Linked DNA regions of Salvelinus alpinus: region 1 is linked to region 2. Evidence: chromatin contacts called from public Hi-C data. All regions are on one chromosome and are shown on one strand. Each heading gives the region's core, a stretch centred on a gene start, on an enhancer-like site or on the middle of the called end of the contact. The rest is flanking DNA. Distances are from core to core; before and after follow the strand shown. Region 1 holds the start of LOC139541744 (dynein light chain Tctex-type 5-B-like). Region 2 holds the start of LOC139540735 (very long chain fatty acid elongase 4-like).

What was found. Hi-C and Micro-C count contacts between places; a contact is called where the count stands out from the background.
Region 1: a Hi-C map of red muscle shows a contact between it and region 2, with 5 times the contacts expected there. The contact joins the promoter of LOC139541744 here to the promoter of LOC139540735 in region 2. A contact is called at or near these places in 2 of 3 Hi-C or Micro-C datasets (muscle and red muscle).

The regions. Positions count from the first base shown.
Region 1 is chr16:9,183,625-9,189,092 of SLU_Salpinus.1, forward strand. LOC139541744 (dynein light chain Tctex-type 5-B-like) reads left to right here and starts at 2,833. Exons shown (of 3, transcript XM_071346712.1): 1 at 2,833-2,844; 2 at 2,979-3,050; 3 at 3,571-3,936. The coding sequence starts at 2,833. The coding sequence ends at 3,936. LOC139540737 (single-stranded DNA-binding protein 3-like) reads right to left here. Exons shown (of 16, transcript XM_071344656.1): 16 at 4,608-5,468.
Region 2 is chr16:8,921,350-8,926,457 of SLU_Salpinus.1, forward strand. LOC139540735 (very long chain fatty acid elongase 4-like) reads left to right here and starts at 3,747. Exons shown (of 8, transcript XM_071344652.1): 1 at 3,747-3,838; 2 at 4,263-4,326; 3 at 5,079-5,108. The coding sequence starts at 4,269. LOC139540734 (adenine DNA glycosylase-like) reads left to right here. Exons shown (of 15, transcript XM_071344651.1): 15 at 1-1,521.

The DNA of each region.
Region 1 (5,468 bases), core at 1,583-4,082, 260 kb after region 2:
AAATCTTTGTTTTAAACAGCAACATCAATAAGGGATCACAGCTTTCACCTGGTCAGTATGTCATGGAAAGAGCAGGTGTTCTTAATGTTCTGTCAATTCAGTGTATCGTAACAGAAGACGAGACAAAGAAATTGTTCTCATCAGTCCATCTGCACATCACATGACTGTGCCTCACCTTGGACCTGTCCCAATGGCACCCTATTCCCTATATAGTGCACTATATGGGAATTGACTACCATTTTGGGACACAAGCCGCGCCTCACCTTGTTATTGAACAGGTCACCACCCAAGCAGTAAAAATAAATATTGCAGACGCCTGCCAGATCTAAAAACGCCTGGATAGGTGTTTAACATATCAGCTAACCACATCATATGATATAGGAATCTGATAGCCGACTGCACAGTCGATTACGTGGCATGCCACCATTCGTTAATGCAATACAATGTCGGCCTGGAACGGGACCAAGGCCACAAACAGAACAAAGACAGAAGGAACTTTGGCCCAGACATCCACCCATTTTTACAAGATAAATCAATAATCTGGCTCCATGCAGTGTATACTATTCCCATGACAGCCTCAGCTCGTAAGACATAAACACACAAATAAAAAAGCACAGTGGGAAAATCAAAGAGAAACCTGAGGCATCATAACTCAAGGTTATATGTGAATTACTAGGATACAGTGAACAAACTGTTTAGTGTTGCTACAACTTTCCAAACAATCTTGTGAGGAGGACCTAAGCCAGCGAGGGAGAGGTTGGTTGGCTCGTCCCCAGCCAGGCCACATCCTGTTGCAGTGGATGTGTCCCAAATCACATCCTATTTCCTTTATAGTGCACTGCTTTTGACCAGCTCCCTATGGGTCCTGGTCAAAAGTAGTGCATTGCAACAGGACTAGCGCGCCATTTGGGACGCGTAGAGTGAGGAAAAACGACTGGATTCACTGGAGCAGTTTAGGCCTAGTTCCTATTGTGAGGCAGGAGCCAACATGCTAGATGTCTGTCAGACCTCTTCCCCTATAAGACTGGCTGCATTTGAATCCAAAAATGTTGTATCCTTCCACACTGTTTCCCCCTTAGCAAATCTGAAATAACTAAATAGGTGAGAGCTATATGAAACTCTATAGGAGCTATATGAAGTTATTTCCTAATCCCCACAGCTATCCAGTGGTTGCAGAATCAGAGAGGAGAGAAGTGGGCAATAGCTGGGACAAGTGGATGAGCTTTCGGATTGGAATACAGCCCTGAGCATAGTAAAGTGATGGGCTTGCCCAGTGTGCAGAATAAATGCAGAGCCTTATATTGGTTTGCTGTAAATATTTTGTACAGTGACAGGAGCTTGGCAGTGCTGCAATGCAAGGTGAGGGGGGCTGAGTGGCAAAGGCAACCCACAGAAAGCACATAAGGGGGAGGGAACAGGTACGAGTGTAACGATTGCTCCTGTCCATTCCCCATTACAGCAGAGCCAACCTGGGCAGATAAGAGAAAGACCTCAGCAGAACCATCTATTCATCTGTAGTGGGTCACCGAGCTCTATCGGATCAGAGCTCAGGAGCTTAGCAGTGCTGCAATGCAAGGTGAGGGGGGCTGAGTGGCAAAGGCAACCCACAGAAAGCACATAAGGGGGAGGGAACAGGTACGAGTGTAACGATTGCTCCTGTCCATTCCCCATTACAGCAGAGCCAACCTGGGCAGGTAAGAGAAAAACCTCAGCAGAACCATCTATTCATCTGTAGTGGGTCACCGAGCTCTATCGGATCAGAGCTATGTTGCATTGTAAAACAAGACATTTTGTATAGTAGATATTGATTATTTGCTTAGCATCAATATCAGCTACATATTTAACAGTTTACAGTTGTTTAAAATTGAAATTATTTTCAAATGTGTGGTTTATGGGCAAAAAATATATAATGTGGTGTGGACATCATCACTTGTACTTACCACTACTGTTTAGAAATGGCAGCCAAGCACGCCAGAGGCAGCGAGGTTCCAGCCACTGCCTCAGTGAGAGAGAGCCAGGAGAAGAGCAGCAAAGCAGTAGAGGTACAACAAGGGACCATATAAACCTATAACTATTGTAACGGGGGACAACATTTTTTTATATTTTTTAACAGTACATGAGTGTTGCCTGGTCAATTTGGAATGTTTTCGTGTCCAGCCTTGAAACAGAAAGTACACAATGATGAATGTCTTCTCAGTATCTACTAGATGTTTATTATTCAAATGGTTACCACCAAATGGGGTGTCCACTGATCTTTTGTGTCTATATGTTAAATCACAGGTGTCAGGGGGAGCCCCTTCATTGCTCCGTAGGCTGTCGTCTAGGCCAGCTCCCAGCCAGGCTCATGCCCACACTAAACCCCAGGCCCTCTTCAGCCTGAAAGGGCTCGTCGCCACCCAGAAGTTCTCCAAGGCACTTAAGGTGGGGGCACAGTATTCCCTACATAGTGCACTACTTTTGACAAGGGCTCTGGTCAGAAGTAGCGCACTACATAGGCAATAGGTTGTACTTTGGGATGTAGTCAAGGTAAAGCCCCTCAAGGAGCCAGAGGACCCATTCAAACCAATGGGACATGTTCAGTAGGAAGAAAACATTTAAGAACAGAGTGAAACTGGGAAGTTCACTATGAATATAAACGCATGTTGATGCAAACTGTTTTGCAATGGTGTGCCCTACTGAACACGACCCAGTGTTTCTTATTGAATACCTAATTGAATCACTACAGTCTGCCTGTTAAGTATCTCTTTTTAGCTTTCACGTTGTATTAATTCGGATGAATAAATGATGGATATAGAACATAAGTAGACATTGGTCGTATTCACTGGGAACAAAATGGAAGCAACGGTATGGGACGACCTGAACTTGTCCTGTAAGAAACGCTCGTTTTTGTTTTCTGTATTTTGCTACGGTGTTCACTAATGAATATGACCCTGTTGTCATACTGGATCTCTGTTAAGTTTTTAATTGTGTGTACTCAGGAACGCATTGCACTGAAGATTGCAGTGAGGAACATCCCGGCAAGGAAACCTATTGTTATAGTCAATGAGCAGGTCAGATCAACACATTCATATAGCTACACACTAAAGTTGAACAGAACAGCCCTGATCTTTCACCAGTAGTCCAGCCACTTAGCCAACAGTTACCCCTCTCCCTGGCCTGGGCATCTCTCAGTCTAAAGTGGCTTCGTTTCATCTCATTTCCTTCATCTGCACTGATATAGAAGAAACCGGACAGACAAAAGCAAATTCCTGGTGGCCAACCGCCATGTTGCATTTACCTTTCCTCTGTTTTCAGAGCAGTGCCTATAAATGAGATAAATAAGACAATATAAATAAATAAGACAAAGGAATTTTAGACTTAAGACACATCCCTGGCTGTCTCTTCGGATTGAATCTCAATTTTAGGTCCTTGATTCCTCGTGTCTTCTCTCCTCACCTTCCCAAAGTGCATTGGAGGAGAACGGCAGAGGGGAGGAACCACAGATCTTGTCCTCCAATGCATTTGGAGAAGAAAGTGAGGAGGACTTGAGAAATCAAGGAAATATAATTGGGATTCACCTCTGCTCTTCAGGTGCCAGCGGGTTCAGCCCAGCCTGCCAAGAAGTTCCCCTGCGGCCTGGTCCATCAGATGCTGCAGGACTTCCTGTCATCTCGGCTGGAGGCGGTGGGTTATAGCGCCCCCTCCTGTGGTGGTCTGGTCAAGGCGCTGAGTGAGGAGGTGAAGGCTCTGGTGAGGACTGTGTGTCCTGACCGCTACCGGCTGGTGTGTACTGTGGCGCTAGGCCAGCTGGGTCCAGAGGGGCAGCAAGGATATGGAGGGCTGGTACTGGCTAGTCGTAGTCTCTGGGATCCCCATACAGACACCTGTGTTGCCCACACCTACCGGAGCCAAGAGATATTCTGTACTGCAAATGTGTTTGCTGTGTACTTCGAGTAAGGTAGAAGTTGACAAAGGCACTAATCCGATATGAAAGTGGTCCAAAAAAATTAAAAAGAGCTGTGACAGGGTATGCATCCCAAATGGCACCCTATTCCCTATATAGAGCTCTGGTCAAAAAATAGTGCACTATGGTCCCTAGTTGAAAGTAGTGCATTAAATAGGTTAAAGGGTGCCATTTGGGATGCAGTCTCTTGAACTAGAGGTCACCAGCACTAGTCACTTCCTGTCTGTCCAATTTGTATGAAAGACTCATCTGCTGTTCTTTATAAAAACAGCAATAATCATATTTGGAGTGTACTTGAATAAAACAAATGTATTTATGTATACAAGTTGTTAGGTTTAAATATTTGTTACTAGTTCTTCTCTTGGACACTTCCCTGATATCTATTGTCAGACATTTGGAGTGAGTCAGGGCGTTTTGTGTGTGGCTGCTTGTATTACTATCCTCGTGGGTACCAGAAATCCCCACACAGATAATAAAACAGTTATTTTAGGTTACGGGTCAAGGTTAGTGTAAGGGAAAATAGGATTTAGAATTGAAATGAATGTGTTCAGACAAGGATAGTAAAACATGTGAGTGAGAGAGTGTCAAGGTAATTAAATAGTATCCAAATCACCCTACTTGCTTTGAAAAGTGGCAAACAGGAAAAAAGAAAATGGACAAGAAGTTAAGTTATTGTAAAATTATATTAACAGCACTTTCCCCAAATTTGAAAAAAATATATATATACCAGCAACAGGTGTATAATGCTTAATATTCACAGAAAATGAAATAAAAGTTCACATTTACAAGACTGCCGCTAAGTTTATGATACTAGAATTGGTTTACAAAGCTTTAACTAATCTTGAAATAACTGGGCCAATATACGTAGTCAAATTTGTATCAAAATAAAAAATAAAAAAAATAATACCTTAAGAAAAAAATAAACTGCCAATCTGCATCTCAGGTTACAATGGGTTTAACTTTCATCATCACCGTGATGGAACAGTAGGAAAACACTGACTGCTACAACGATGGCGAGAAAAAAAGGGCACAGAGTGTTAAGCACAGGCAGGGAAGAGGTTAAACACACCACATGTGGACTGGAGCAGCACTAGGTAGTATGATGTACAAAGATCTTAGTCATGCACCCCCCCCCCCCCCCATTGCATCCACACCCATGGTTTAGCCCAAGTTAGCTTTCCCCTTGACAGAACAAGAACAGCAGTCCGACTGTTTAAATAAAAAGCAACATAAAACCAGTGCAGAATAAGATCGCTCTCCTCGACAAAAACAGAACCCACAAAAACACATTCCCTACCGACGCGTCGCATCCGATCCGACATTTTAAAAACCTCACTGAGCACTTCGAAACTGTTACAGGCCCTATTCTTACTGAGGCCCAATTCGATCACGCCACTTCCCTTTGAAAATGTGGCTAAATAGTGCAAGCTAGTACATCGGGACAGTCATTCAATGGAGTGGTCAGAGTAACAGGCAGATTCAGACTCCATGTTTTCAGACTAGTTTTGTGACATACTACCTGTGG
Region 2 (5,108 bases), core at 2,497-4,996:
TCATTGTCCATTTGGAAGACCCATTTGCGACCAAGCTTTAACTTCCTGACTGATGTCTTGAAATGTTGCTTCAATATATCCACATAATTTCCCTCCCTCATGATGCCATCTATTTTGTGAAGTACACAAGTCCCTCATGCAGCAAAGCACCCCCACAACATGATGCTGCCACCCCCGTGCTTCCCGGATGGGATGGTGTTCTTCGGCTTGCAAGCGTCCCCCTTTTTCCTTCAAACATAACAATGGTCATTATGGCCAAACAGTTCTATTTTTCTTTCATCAGACCAGAGGACATTTCTCCAAAAAGTACGATCTTTGTCCCCATGTGCAGTTGCAAACCGTAGTCTGGCTTTTTATGGCCGCTGAGCAGCCTTTCATGTTATGTCGATATAGGACTTGTTTTACTGTGGCTATAGATACTTTTGTACCTGTTTCCTCCAGCATCTTCACAAGGTCCTTTGCTGTTGTTCTCGGATTGATTTGCACTTTTTGCACTAAAGTACGTTCATCTCTAGGAGACAGAACTCGTCTCCTTCCTGAGCGGTATGACGGCTGCGTGGTCCCATGGTGTTTATACTTGCGCACTACTGTTTGTACAGATGAACGTGGTACTTTCAGGCGTTTGGAAATTGCTCCCAAGGATGAACCAGACTTGTGGAGGTCTACCATTGTTTTTTTCTGAGGTCTTGGCTGATTTCTTTAGATTTTCCTATGATGTCATGCAAAGAGGCACTGAGTTTGAAGGTAGGCCTTGAAATGCATCCACAGGTACACCTCCAATTGACTCAAATGATGTCAATTAGCCTATCAGAAGCTTCTAAAGCCATGACATCATTTTCTGGAATATTCCAAGCTGTTTAAAGGCACAGTCAACTTAGTGTATGTAAACTTCCGACCCACTGGAATTGTGATACAGTGAATTATAAGTGAAATAATCTGTCTGTAAACAATTTGTTGGAAAAATTACTTGTGTCATGCACAAAGTAGATGTCCTAACCGACTTGCCAAAACTATAGTTTGTTAACAAGAAATTTGTGGAGTGGTTGAAAAATAAGTTTGAATGACTCCAACCTAAGTGTATGTAAACTTCTGACTTCAACTGTATGTTGCATAAAATATGCTTGGTTCATTTAACCTCTATCATATGATATATTTAGGTGATAATGCACGAGAAGCTGATGTTTGGAGGTGGGTCAATATCACAAAACTATACCATTTGGACCATGCAACATTTACCATTTTTATTCCTTTTATGGAAATATTAGACTTGTAGAAAAACATGTTGGCCAAGCTCCAGCACTTAGATAATTACAAAACACATTTTCAGTGAATCAGCCATATGATAAGTCCACCCTGTTATGGACATGCACTTAACTATCTTTAATTACTTTCATTGGACTATTTTAGTAATGTTTACATTTTCATAAAGCTATTGTGTACCCTTGTCAACCCTGTCCATTTGTTCTGGTCAAATTATAAAGAAATAAGTTTTGTACAAGTTTTATACAAAACTTCATCTAATTTGCACCGTATCTTTCTAAATTGAGACAGGTATTAATGATATTTTATCCGAGTTTATAATTGTGTGGTGTTGGCCGTGTCTTACTCTTTAAAATACATTACACAAATTCTTTATATTTGACAATGTAACTGAATTAATTTGAAAAAGATGCCAAGATAACAGGGTGCACAGCTATAGCGGGACAGAACATAAATTAAACCCTGAATACTGAACACTGAATAGACATTACATAGTAATACATGTAGTAACAACATTAGAACTGCTATTTAGTTACATATTCATTGTGAAAAACAACAAATACATTGCCCCTACAAAAATCATTGGAATTAGCATTGGAACACATTCCTGTCCTTCTCTTCCTCACCCTCTTTCCATCTTTCCCCCCTTTCACCCCAAATGCTCTTCCACATACTTCCAAGTGGATTTTTCCATCTGCTCAGTGTTTATTAACAGCCTGTGGCTCTGGCATCAGACAGATTATCTGTCCATCAGAGTACCAACAAATATCTTCCTTTGGGCTTGGCCAGAAGAATTTGTTGATGCCATTCAGGTGCATGCACTTCCCCTTAATGTTATGTTCCTCTACATCCATGATGATGCCAGGGTATCCTTCATGGTCATAATGGACACACCACTCCCCTACGTGATTAAGTTCAATGGTGCCAGGTCGCCATGTGGTGTCAGCCTTGTCATGAGATGCAGGGAGCTGGTTAGATGCTGCAGGGTCACCCAGAGTTGCCTCTTTGAGCTGAAAACAAGGACAGTCCAACATGCCACTATCCTTCTTGCACAGACAAGTAATGTCCCTGTATTTTATCTGGCCTGGTGAGACACTGATACCCTGATGAATCTTCATCATTCCTTTAAATGGCATCTGAGGTGAGAAGAGATAGCATATGATATGATATAAAGAGTAACAACCACCTTATATATTTCAATACTCAACCAGCTACTGTACAAGAAAAATGTATATATGTGGGTAGGAAGGAGGGTTACCTCTGCTCTTGCCTCAACATCACTCTCAGTAATGAAGAACATCTCCACAGAGGAGGAGAGGAACCCAAGCTGATTTTCAGGAGTTGAGGGGGGTGTTTGGGACTGCAGCAACGCACTGGCTCTGAGTATCCATTTTGAATCTCTCCATTGCTTCCTTTCTGCACGCTGCACTCTGTCACTGAGTCCTTCTTCCCTGTCTCTTTATCTTTCCTCCATTTCTCCCTCTCTTTCTCTAGATACTCTTTCCTTCTTTCCGGGTCAGCATTACGTCGTTCTCTGTATTGCCGCTGTCTTTCAGCTGCACTAAAAGGAGTTGCCATTCCTTCAGAACGACCTGATTCAATTGATATTTATTTATTCTTAGAATACTATACATGCTATATATACACTGTAATTATGTGATACAATTTTATGAAGAAAAAAATTAGGAAATATATTTTTTTTATGTATACATTTATTCCTAATTATTCTCGTTGAAGTTGATTGAGCAGCACTTAGGACATTGAAACATTGCCTCCTTCCACTGAAGTAGAATAGTTTCAAATGTATCAAATTTACTTTGAAGTCTACGTCACTATGCTTCTATTATCATGAAGGCATACACACATTTACATTTACATTTAAGTCATTTAGTAGACGCTCTTATCCAGAGCGACACATAAGGATCCTTTTTAAATTTGATCCAGTGTATATATTTTTTATATACAATTTTGAATAATTTATCTCGAGGACAAGAAATAACACTTTTAATGATTTTGACCCTTTTTTTTTTTGTCTCGGGCCGTCAAACACCGGCTTCGGGGACATTATCCATTTTATACATAATGATTTACATATTTTCATTAACTTTATTTTGATGAATTCATTCATACTATTTCATCCTTCCATAATACATTGCAACAGTGGCCTCCTATATGTTGCATAAAATATGCTTTGGTGCGTTTTACCTCTGTCATATGATATAATCAAAGATGCACATGCATTGAGGAGACTAAAGACATGTAGACAGACTAAAACTGGAAGATACAGTGTATCGTCTTTGTTGTTGTTGATATCTAGCATACCATCATCTCCATCTTGAGCACGATAAAATAATTTAAACAAAACAACGATGTGGTTTATTTTTATGGAGCCTACATAAATATTATGGCAGCCTTTGGGTTTCGTCTTGCTGAACGCAAGCTCAAATGGTCAATAAGAACTGCGATTTCCGTATTCCCGAAGAACGTTGCGATACCCGCCTATACGAGCTGTTGTCGCAATGTCCAATCAAAATGCTGTGTGGAGCGCGCGCTGTCAGCAGTCCAACGCTTTAGTCGGGTAAGTGCAGTTCATTCACGTAGCACAGCTCTGTATTTTATTTATTCACGCGAAAAGCTTAACATAAATATCTTCACAAATATGGATGTTTATAACTATATGAATTTATGGCGCGCGTGAAACGCAAAGAAGCCTAATTAAATGAACGCTAACAACGTGATTACTTGCGTACTAAAACAATGTTTAAAGTCCACTGAATGCTTGTCAGATGCATTGAGGTTATACTGCGCCTCTCATGTGCAAGAAATTGACAAATTGTTTGGTGATTCAGTGAATTGTATCAGACTCACCAAGATATATAGAATGCGAAATGGGAAAGTGTAAATCCTACACTTTGGTCGTTGTGTGGTCTGTCTCACAACTTGATTATGCAAAGAGTGACCTCCGTTGTTAATTATCAATGACCAACGTTCTGTTCCAACAGTGTCAAATGGCTTCAACGTGGCAAAGCGTTCAGTCCATGCGCCAGTGGATTTTAGAGAATGGAGGTATTTGCATAATTTGTGTACAGTCTTTATGATAGGCTACTATTATACACTGTATTTGAATTAAAAGTGCAGTCATTTCTTTCAGCCTGTTTATCAGGAGAAAATAAAGCCTACAGTGTTATAGTGTGAAGGGGTAGTGAATGAAATGGTGGATGTGTATCACAGCTTGCAATGCAGCCAATTCTTACATAATGGCTGCTTTGTGGCCAAGAACACAGTACATCACAGGACTGACATGAAAATGGGATTATCTAGTTGCAATTGATACACACACTGTAGAACATGCATCACTAGCCTCCCTCACACAGTCAACAGATATCAGAATATAGGCTACTACAAATACAATCAACCCATCTCATTTACATTTACATTTAAGTCATTTAGCAGACGCTCTTATCCAGAGCGACTTACAAATTGGTGCATTCACCTTATGATATCCAGTGGAACAACCACTTTACAATAGTGCATCTAACTCTTTTAAGGGGGGGGGGGGGGGGGGGGTTAGAAGGATTACTTTATCCTATCCTAGGTATTCCTTAAAGAGGTGGGGTTTCAGGTTTCTCCAGGGTTGTATTCATTAGTGCACTCCGTTTCAAACCGTAGCCAAACATCTTGCAACAGAGAGTGAAAATGAGTGGCTCCTATTGGACAAGTTCAGGTAGGCCCGTCCTGTTTCAGTCCGCTTTCTTCTGTTTGGTGCCTAGTGAATATGACTCAGTTGTATGTATTAGTACTACAGTGATGTGTTGCAGATAAAAGGACAGACCCATGGCTACTGGTCT